3 separate regions of the Hordeum vulgare genome follow, and regions 1 and 2 are each linked to region 3. The links are chromatin contacts, called in public Hi-C maps. All regions are on one chromosome and are shown on one strand. Each heading gives the region's core, a stretch centred on a gene start, on an enhancer-like site or on the middle of the called end of the contact. The rest is flanking DNA. Distances are from core to core; before and after follow the strand shown.

Region 1 (2,927 bases), core at 127-2,626, 530 kb before region 3:
GACCATATACAATTACAATAGGTAAATCAAGGTACAACTAGAGCACTGATATTGCTCAAGGCTGTACTAGGAAGTATCAGAATTGCTTTTGTTAAAAAAAATCAGTAGTTTCAGTACTGTATAATATTGTCTTATAACTTCACTTATTCCTATTAACCTACTTGTGGACTTTCTACACCTCTCCTTTTACGAATAAATAAATAATCACAAATTGGTGATATTGGAAGAATCTCGTAAATGTTGGATCATCATACCCATATTGATGCACCTGTATTGTGTACAGATGCATCATGGATCACCTCAAGTAAACATCTGGACATACCAAACTCTGGTATGAATAAAAATATCAAGAGATCTTTAGGCAACCAGATTCAGCAAATTGACCTATTGCTACTGAAAATGCATATTACAACTCTATAATGTTGGATTCTTAGTTTTTGCCGACCATTGCTCAATAGGGCAAGAAAATAGAACAATATAAATTACTAGTCTATAGTCTAGTCAAGCCATATTGCTCCAGTTAAGTTGAGGCGCGGTGCAGACCTCGTGATATATCGTATAAGATGCAGAAAGGTATTCCATTGAAAGAATACAGTTAGCATAGCTTAACAGCTGCAACATGTAAATCTCTCTCCAAGATAATAATCTTTTTCTGCAGCAATGGCAACCAGCTACTCAATTTAGTTAATCCAATCGTATTTATTACATCAATCGGGATTGCAAAAAGATTTGATCAGGTTCTTTATTAAAAATCTTACTTTTAATAGCAGATGTCTTCAAACTGAATTTCTCTCTAAACTTGGAAGGAAACCAACAGAGCTCAAAACCCCGCAATCAAAGATAATGCAGTTGCTTCTGGTTCAAGTGGAATCCGCAAGGCCCCAATAGTGTATCTATCTATAGATGCTTTAGCAAAGTGGGGAAAAAAACTTGCAAGCACGGTAATAAAATCCCCTCTGGTACTAACATTATCGCCCCAACGAAACGCAGCCAAACATCCCCCCTCCTTAGCAAATCAGCTGTTGGCGAATTAAGAATCATCTATGCCTGGTAACCAGCAGCCTAGCCGTCCGCGTAGATGCAGATCAACGGAAGTACTAATAAAGATGTGAAAACATTAGGGGAGATCCCACCTCAAGAAGCTCCTGGGCATAGGCCTGCGCGAGCTGCGCCTTGATCTCCTCCATGACCGCCTCCGGGTTGGGGGGCGACCCCGACGACATCGACGGCGACGAGAAGGAGTCCATGCCGAGTTTGCCTTGCTTGCCTTGCAAGTATTCGCTGGTGCTCGGTGGTTATTGTGCGTTCTGCGCCGAAGGTTTCTGTGGGACGGCGGGTTATACCAAGGTCGGGGGGCGGCGCATAGGCGGGGTAAACCCTAGTCGGACTGGGAAAGGGCCGGTCCAATTTCAGCGGCAACATATGAGCCCATATTCTTTCTTGGGCAACAAGGCTCATGTGGCCGTGCTGCTAAGTCGCGGTCCATGTGGCAGAGGGCCCGTTGGCAGCCGAACGCACGGACACCGGCGAGACGTAGGGCAGCCTCGCTGAAGGGCGAGAGCAAAACTGGGCCGGCCCAGCGCGCAAGGCCACACCTCTCGTTTTTTCTATTTATTTCTTTTATTTGTTTTCACTTACATTTCCAAATATTATAAATATACATAAAAACACTTCACACATATAACATATTAAAAATGTTAATTAAGCATTTGAAAAATGTTAAATATGTATAAAAAATACTCATATATATGAAAAATGCATACAATGTGTATAAATAAAGTTGATCATATATTTAGAAAAATGTTAAGTAAGCATTTCAAATGGGAAGAAATTATTTGAAAAGTGTTAATCAAGAATCTAAAATTTTTAAGTATATATGAAAAAAATGGTTCTCATGCATACGAAAAATGTATTACAAAATATGCAATGTGTACAAAAAAATATTGATCATGTATTTTAAAAGTTTTAATCAAACATTTTAAAAGTGCAAAATCTCTGTAGAAATTATTTTCTCATGTATACCAAAATGGACACAAAGAATACAATGTATACGATTTTTTTTAATCATTTATATAAAAATATTAAATATGTATTAAAAAATATTTCTGATGTATACAAAAAATATACAACTTACATTGAACAAAAGTGGACATAAAAATAGATAGTATAGTAAACTGATTCTATATTTTAAAATGTTCCTGATGTATATAAAAAATGTACATTGTGTATTTAAAAAATATTGAGCATGTATTTGAGAAAAGTTCATATTAAATAAATATTCACCTTGTATTTTTAAAATGTTGATCATGTATTCAAAAAAGTGTTCGAAACTTATATGGGCTGTGCTGCGCGTCCGTCGACTGTTTTTTTTAAAGATCAGACGGCTCGCGGGCCATCAGATGTGCCCTCCACCATTTCAACATGAGTGTCGTTGCAGGAATTTCTACAACGGAGGACTTGTTGAGGAAATTTGCGGAAATTTTAACAACGAAGATCTTGTTGTCGAATTTTTTTACAACTCAAGTTTTATTGCAGAATTTGTTTTATAATAGAGGTTTGGTTGCATAATTTTTTTACAGCATAGATTTTGTTTCATGTTGCTTTTCTCATTATCACCTTCTGCAACATTGATGGAACTGCATAAGTTGCAAAAAAAGCATAAGTATCCAGCGGCACGTCACATGTTGTGCGAGCGAGGTGCCAAACGGGTGCCAGAAAATCAGCTGGTTGAGGGGAAACGTTTCCCAACTTATATTTAAGAAAAAATGTACATCATATATTTGAAGAAAAAACGAGAAAAAACAAAGAAAAATAAAGAGAACCAAAGAAAATAATAAAGGAATGAAAAAACTAGAAAAGGTTAAAAAATAAACAAAAATAGGGCAAAAGAAACAAAGAAACCGCAAAATAAAAAAACAAAGCCAAAA
Region 2 (3,178 bases), core at 641-3,140, 800 kb after region 3:
CGCTGCCTTACACACAATCCACCATTCAAATACGTGTGACAGTTGAAATCAATAGGCCACCTTGAATCAAGGAGTGGGTTCGTTTATCCCTAGCTAGACAGAACGAAGAACAAACACACTTCTCAAAAAGAAGGAATTAATGGGGGAGAAAGAGAGCATATATATTTAGATAATTAAACGGGATACATGGGAGAGAGAGGCCCTACATGTTGGTTAACTGAACGACATGCATATGTGACTTGTACGGGAGAGAAATGTTGGCTAGTTAAGCGGATGCATATTTGACTTGCATTTGAGAGAGACCCCATATGCTGGCTAATCAAACGGATGCATATGTGACTTACATGGGAGAGAGACCCCATATGTTTGCCCAATTAAGCAGATGGACATGTGATTTGCATGCGATAGAAAGACCCTACATTTTGGCTAATTAAGGGGTTTGTTTCCATGGACTTTTTTATGTAGGGACTAAAAAAAATCCCTTTTAGTCCCATGTGAAACAAACATGATGGACTTTTAGGGAATAAAAGGGGGTATTTGGGACTAAAGGAAGAAGTCCCTATGGGCAGGTCTTTTTAAGACTTTTTTGACACTTTTTCCAACAGTACCCCTACTTTTAGCATGTTATTTAATAACTTTTAGTACATTACTAGGGGTAACATGGTCTTTTGCATGTCATTTAATGAACTCTAGTCCCTATTTAGTCCATAAAAACAAACGGATAAGGACTAGGGACTTTTTAGTTTTGACTAAAAAAACTACCGAGATCTCTGAAACAAACAGGGCCTAAACGGATGCATATGTGACTTACATGGGTGGGAGAGACCCCATATGGTGCCCAATTAAGCGGATGAATATGTGACTTGCATGCGAAAGAGACACCATATATCTTGACAAATTAAACGGATGCATATGTGGCTTACATGGGAGGATGTGTGTGCATATGTGACATGCATGGAAGAGAGACCATGTATCTTGGCTAATCAGACTTATCGTTTTGCTGGAACACATCTAGATGGGCTCTAAGTATTGCACATATGAATCATATATGTCATTGATTTTACGTTAAGATTCGTGCAAGCATTTTCTTTTGTGTTTTTTTTTTGTTTCCTTTCTAGTTTGATTGAGTCATTTAAATGTGCAATAAATATAGCACATCTAGATGTATCCTAGACAGACCCTTAAACTTGATATTCAAATATTGTGATGAAGAATACATGTAGAAAAAAATCATTGTAAAGCAATGGCATATGTAATAGTTTTCTACACGCAAAAGACATAGATCAGTTCTTGGCATCTCAATATATATCTCCTCATTAGCGGTCCATGCACGGCCATACGCCTCCAGCTCATCACTCGATTCACCCGGCCCCTTGGAGCTTAATTGGCGCATGTGAGATGGCACCACCCACATCCAACCAGAATGCAACACGCTGCACATTAGGGCGCGCTCGATGAGATAAAGGGTAATAAGGCGCCAGATTCATATGGTCTGGGCTTTGTGTAGCATTACAACAGGAGGGACAAAGTTGACGAACCACCAAACAGATGTATCGATCTCACGGATCCGGCCGTCCAGCCGGCCTCTTCGTCGTCCCACGGAACAAAATAAAGATGGCCACCCCCACCGGAGGAACGAGTGCCAGTACCAGTGATCGGTTGATGATTAGTGGTGGTATGGTGCATTGGCGAGGGGCGCATCCGCGCATGCAGCAGCATCATTGCATGATGCATGGGAGCGAGAAGGGGCCGCCTCAAGCGCACTCGCTTCGTCATCCTGTCCAAACCGTTGGGATCCCCTCGTCACGTCGCTTTCGGCGGCCCTTCCCTCCCATTATCCGCCTCCCTCCCTCTGTCTCTATCTATCCCGCTGCCCTCTCTCTCTCCCCAATCACCGCTGCGCATGTGCTTCCGCTTGGAGCGATCGGGCACACGGCCCTTCCCCAACCCCAACCAGCTGCCCCAAGCGTACGTGACAAACCGACAACGACACAGCTGCTACATGTCCGGCCGGCAGCTAGTCGTGGACGGAGAGTGTCCACACGCACGCCGCTGCCCGCCGAGCGAACGAAAAGTGGAATCATGGAGCGGTAGCAGCTTGCTTGCCAGCGCTATACGTGTACTCTCCATGTAGACGTGTAGTCCGGTGCAAAGTGCAAAGTAGTGCTCCTTTTCCGAAAGGAACTTTTGCACAGTGCAATCGAAATCGCTTACATACGCGAGCATTCAATCATCTTTATAAATGTATGAGTATAGAAACATCTTATTTTCATGAACACCTTCGATAAATTGAGCCGGCATATCATTTTGAGATTCATAAAGTCGGCACAAACGCATTCATGATCGACGGTAACGTCTCCTTTCACCGACCGCACATCATCAAAGGACCTGAAATAATTTAGAAAAATACATACACCAATGTTAAGTTTGAAACTTAAACTCTGATGGATAGGAAATATCATTGTCTTTCTAATTATCAAACTACAGATAGGTTCATATTTTTCGGAATTTAATTTAGGCTAATGTTTATTTTCTTATGAAATGTGTAGAATAGAAAGAATTCTTCCATAGTAATAGCATTCTATTACTACCAATCAAAGGGCTCTAAAGGATTTTTTTTTCTATATAAATCGTATTCTATGAAATTCGTATAAGATTCCTTCAAACCAAAGAAGACCTTACAGGTTTCATTAGCAAACTATATACGAATGTATATAGATATATTTTTAAGTATAAATTTAATTATTTTGCTTTATATGTACTTCCTCTGTCCTAAAATTCTTGTCTTAGATTTGTCTAAAAATGAATGTACCTAAATACTAAAACATGCTAGATACATTTATATTTAAATAAATCTAAAACAGTAATTTTAAGATAGGAGGGAGTAGTTCCTAAGGAAATCTCTAAGAAGACTTACATTTGGGTACGAAGGAAGTAGCGATGTAAAAAATGGGAAGTGGCATAGCTACAGTGTCATGCGGTTGGGCACGCTCACCCCCTGAGCTGTGCAATAGGGTCTCTGACGCTTATGATCATCTGCATAGTATAAGTAGGATGCGTTGCTGTTGCCGCTGATGCTACAACAGTACTGCGTGTAAGAAAGAAGAGAATTGGGCTTTGGCTCCTGTTGCGTATGCGGGAACAGCGAAATTGTCCTTTTGTTTGTTTTGATTAAAAA
Region 3 (3,061 bases), core at 140-2,639:
GCTGTTCCAGTAGGAATAGCGGAAGCGCCATGGCTTCCCGGCGCTGTCCTCGAAGTTGAGCAGAAGGCCCTTCTCGTTGGCCGCCGAGTCCAGCGGGAAGTACTTCTCGGCGTACTGCTTGGGGATGACCAGCCGGTTAAGCTTCCCCACGTCGCTCGGCGTCACCACTTTGTCGAACATGTGCTCCTTCTCCACGGCCTCCGCCACGTTGCTGCGGCTGCCGTCGCCGGCCCCGCTCCCCGACGCTCCGGCGTCATCCCCAGATCGAAAGGGAGGGCTACTTCCAGACGCTGACGCGGGTGTCGAGGCCGACGCAGAAGCAGAAGGCGGCGCCGCGGCGCAGGTGGCGGCCGCGGGCGTCATGAAAGGGATCTCGCGCATCGACGCCTCCTCCTGCTCCTCCTCCACCTCCTCCTCTCCTTTAGAAAACCTACTGCTTGTCGCAGTAAACTCCATGTATGTATGTATGCTTGAAAGCTTCTTCCCCTGGATTACTGCGGCATGCCCGATTCGATGCAGCCGGAGGAGGATGGCCAGATCTTGAGAAGAAGCAAGCAACCAGAAAATAAAGAGAGAGCAGCAGATAGCTTCCTTGCTTGGCTGCTTCTTCGGATCGGAGCAGCAAGAAAGCAACCCCAATCCACTCAGCTGGATCCTTCTTCTTGTTGCCCGCCCCTTGCTGGCTTCTGCCAAGACCAGCAGCTTGGCCTGGTGCTCGATCGAGAATAGACACTGCGGCCGCAGCGGAGGTGCGCTAGCTATAGCCTCTCTAGGTTGGGCACTGCTAGAGGGGGGATCTACCTATGTATGCGTGTATGTATTGTTTTTGTTTTTTCTCCTACGAAATTCTATATATCGATCTTGAGCTGTGGGAGGGGAATTTGGCCGGCATGCATTGACGCGCGCGCGCGCACTGCACGCCTAGCCGCTAGCTAGCTTTGGGGTGTGTTGTGGCAGCGGCAGGGATGGATGGATGGAATGGAGACGGGGATGGCCGGCAATATGGATCGATGGAGACGGCCGGGGAGGTTGGTGGGTGGGCGCGCGTGGCTGGCTAATATTTGTGGAGGCCGCTGCAGTTCGATCCTCCCGCAAGGGGGGGAGAGAGGGGACGAGACGACTGAGCTGAGCTGCCCCTGCCCTAGCTACAAGATTCCGTCTCCTTGAACTCGACTACCTTATTAGCTACCTAGTGGAAGTGGCAGCTGCTTAGTGAAGTGAAGTGAGTCATCTCGCTGTGTTTTTTCCCACCTCTTCCGTACTATACCTTCTTTCCAGGAGCTTCATCAGGCTTGGTGTTTTCTTTCTCATGCACTTTATTTTGTTTCTCTTTGTCAAAGATGGAGTGTGGTTTTTCTTGCAGCGTTGCGAGCATAGAGATGGAGCTAGAGAAAGAGCTGGAAAAAGTGGGCGTGTACTGTGCAGCGTAGTGTGTAGCTTTATAAAGGGCAGAGGGGGTGGTGGGGGCCCATGGATCGCGCGCGCTTGGTTGGGCTCATGTGAGCGCTCGTCCTTGTCACCATACGGGCCGGTATACGTATACATCAAATATCACTCACACGCCTGCCTACGGGCTTAGCTGCAGCTACAGTGCATAGCTCGTGTAGGCAAGTTCCTAGGCTGGTCCTCCATGGTGCGTACCCGTCGATCCATCAAGGGGGATTTTGTGATAATAATTGCGTGATGTGGAATGACAAGGTCTCGTCTGCCTCTGTTTTTTTTTTTGAGAATTCCCTCTAGCTAGGGTATTTAAGCACCATGAATTTTTTGTGGCTTGTCATGGGCCAACGGGCGTGGAATTTCGCATTGGATATTTCTATTCGGCAATCGGGCATTGGATATTTCTATTCCAGCAATCGGATATTTCTAGGGTATTTAAGCACCATGAATTTTACATGATGGAGGCTTTCAAATAAAATTCATTTTTAATACGATTTGATGAATTCTAATTATTTTTATTAAGTTTCAGTTCTTAAAACTTAGTATGAGCGACCAATAAAATCATGACTTTAGTACCTGCGATCGAAAAAAGCCGCTTAAAATTTGAACTCTGATACTTGATAGTCATGACCGAGAAAATCGGAATTTTCAGATGCAAAATCTGAAGTTTCATCGATTAAAACCTAAAACTTATTTTGCCTTCGTGGAGGATCCAACTACCTCGCGAATCGAGAGGCAATTGAACGACGGGGTAGGGCCTGACTGGTGTGTGCCGCTCGAAATTTCCAGAGGGCAATGTATGTTTTGGATTCTCTTGATTTGGATGAGGAGTAAGCCCATGTTATCCATGACACTCATCTTCTCTCCTATCTAACAAAGGAGAGTCTCAATCTTATCGTATGTTGATGACACTGAAACATGGTATGGACAAATTGCCACCAACATGACGGAAGAGGTTTTTGTCACACAGGTCTGGGGACATGCCGTTGATTTGTGCCAAGATTCACAAATTGGTGATGTATAGACGAGTTTATGCTTGTTTTCCTATGTAATGCATTTGCATATCATGCCGATATACCTTTTGGTGTGGGTGTGATACATGTTCCGTTGGGTTCCATAACAGTGCAAAACAGGAATGAACATGCACTTACAGAACGGATAAGCAAAAACGATTACTCATGCCATTGTCTTGCTATTATTTTTCAGTTCATGTTTGTTCTTGTCTTGTTGTTCCTAAAAAAATAGAAAATCGACCTTTTAAGCATCATTTCAGTCGGGAAATCAAAGAGATTATATTCTGGCCTTAAAGATTGAAGGCCTTCAAAGATCTCAACAACCACATAAGTAAATTTCATGCAAAAAGTTATAGATTCATCGAAAAAGATTTAATTTTCTTATGTATTTGATTATGATCATGTTTCTTCAAGCACTGGCTTTTAATGTGTCGTGTAGTTACATAATATCATGTTTTATATTTGTCTTGCCTCCTTTTTTTGTTGTAGTCATTACTTATACTGGAAGAATTTTTCTGTTGTACATATCGAGTCTTCCTAATATGAAGTTGTATGAACTAGCATTTTACGAAAGGGCTGAAAACAATGGCATTACGTATATCTATGTA

Evidence for each region. Hi-C and Micro-C count contacts between places; a contact is called where the count stands out from the background.
Region 1: a Hi-C map of leaf shows a contact between it and region 3, with 5 times the contacts expected there. The contact joins the promoter of LOC123403623 here to the promoter of LOC123403003 in region 3. A contact is called at or near these places in 2 of 6 Hi-C or Micro-C datasets (leaf and seedling) and 1 of 1 datasets of contacts at active chromatin or transcription factors (embryo).
Region 2: a contact with region 3 is called in a Hi-C map of leaf, with 8 times the contacts expected there. The contact joins the enhancer-like site here to the promoter of LOC123403003 in region 3. A contact is called at or near these places in 2 of 6 Hi-C or Micro-C datasets (leaf and seedling) and 1 of 1 datasets of contacts at active chromatin or transcription factors (embryo).

Annotation. Positions count from the first base shown.
Region 1 is chr6H:444,631,317-444,634,243 of MorexV3_pseudomolecules_assembly, forward strand. It overlaps LOC123403623 (mitochondrial import inner membrane translocase subunit Tim13), which reads right to left and starts at 1,377. Exons shown (of 2, transcript XM_045097544.1): 1 at 1,134-1,377. The coding sequence starts at 1,247.
Region 2 is chr6H:445,963,976-445,967,153 of MorexV3_pseudomolecules_assembly, forward strand. No RefSeq gene overlaps it. Among protein-coding and RNA genes, the nearest start is that of LOC123406042, 120 kb to the right of the region's middle. Within about 2 kb of position 1,891, at least 3 of the 3 cell types and tissues checked have open chromatin away from gene starts, as enhancers often do. A contact at or near this core is called in leaf and seedling, where this site is marked.
Region 3 is chr6H:445,165,004-445,168,064 of MorexV3_pseudomolecules_assembly, forward strand. It overlaps LOC123403003 (B3 domain-containing protein Os02g0683500-like), which reads right to left and starts at 1,390. Exons shown (of 1, transcript XM_045096980.1): 1 at 1-1,390. The coding sequence starts at 456.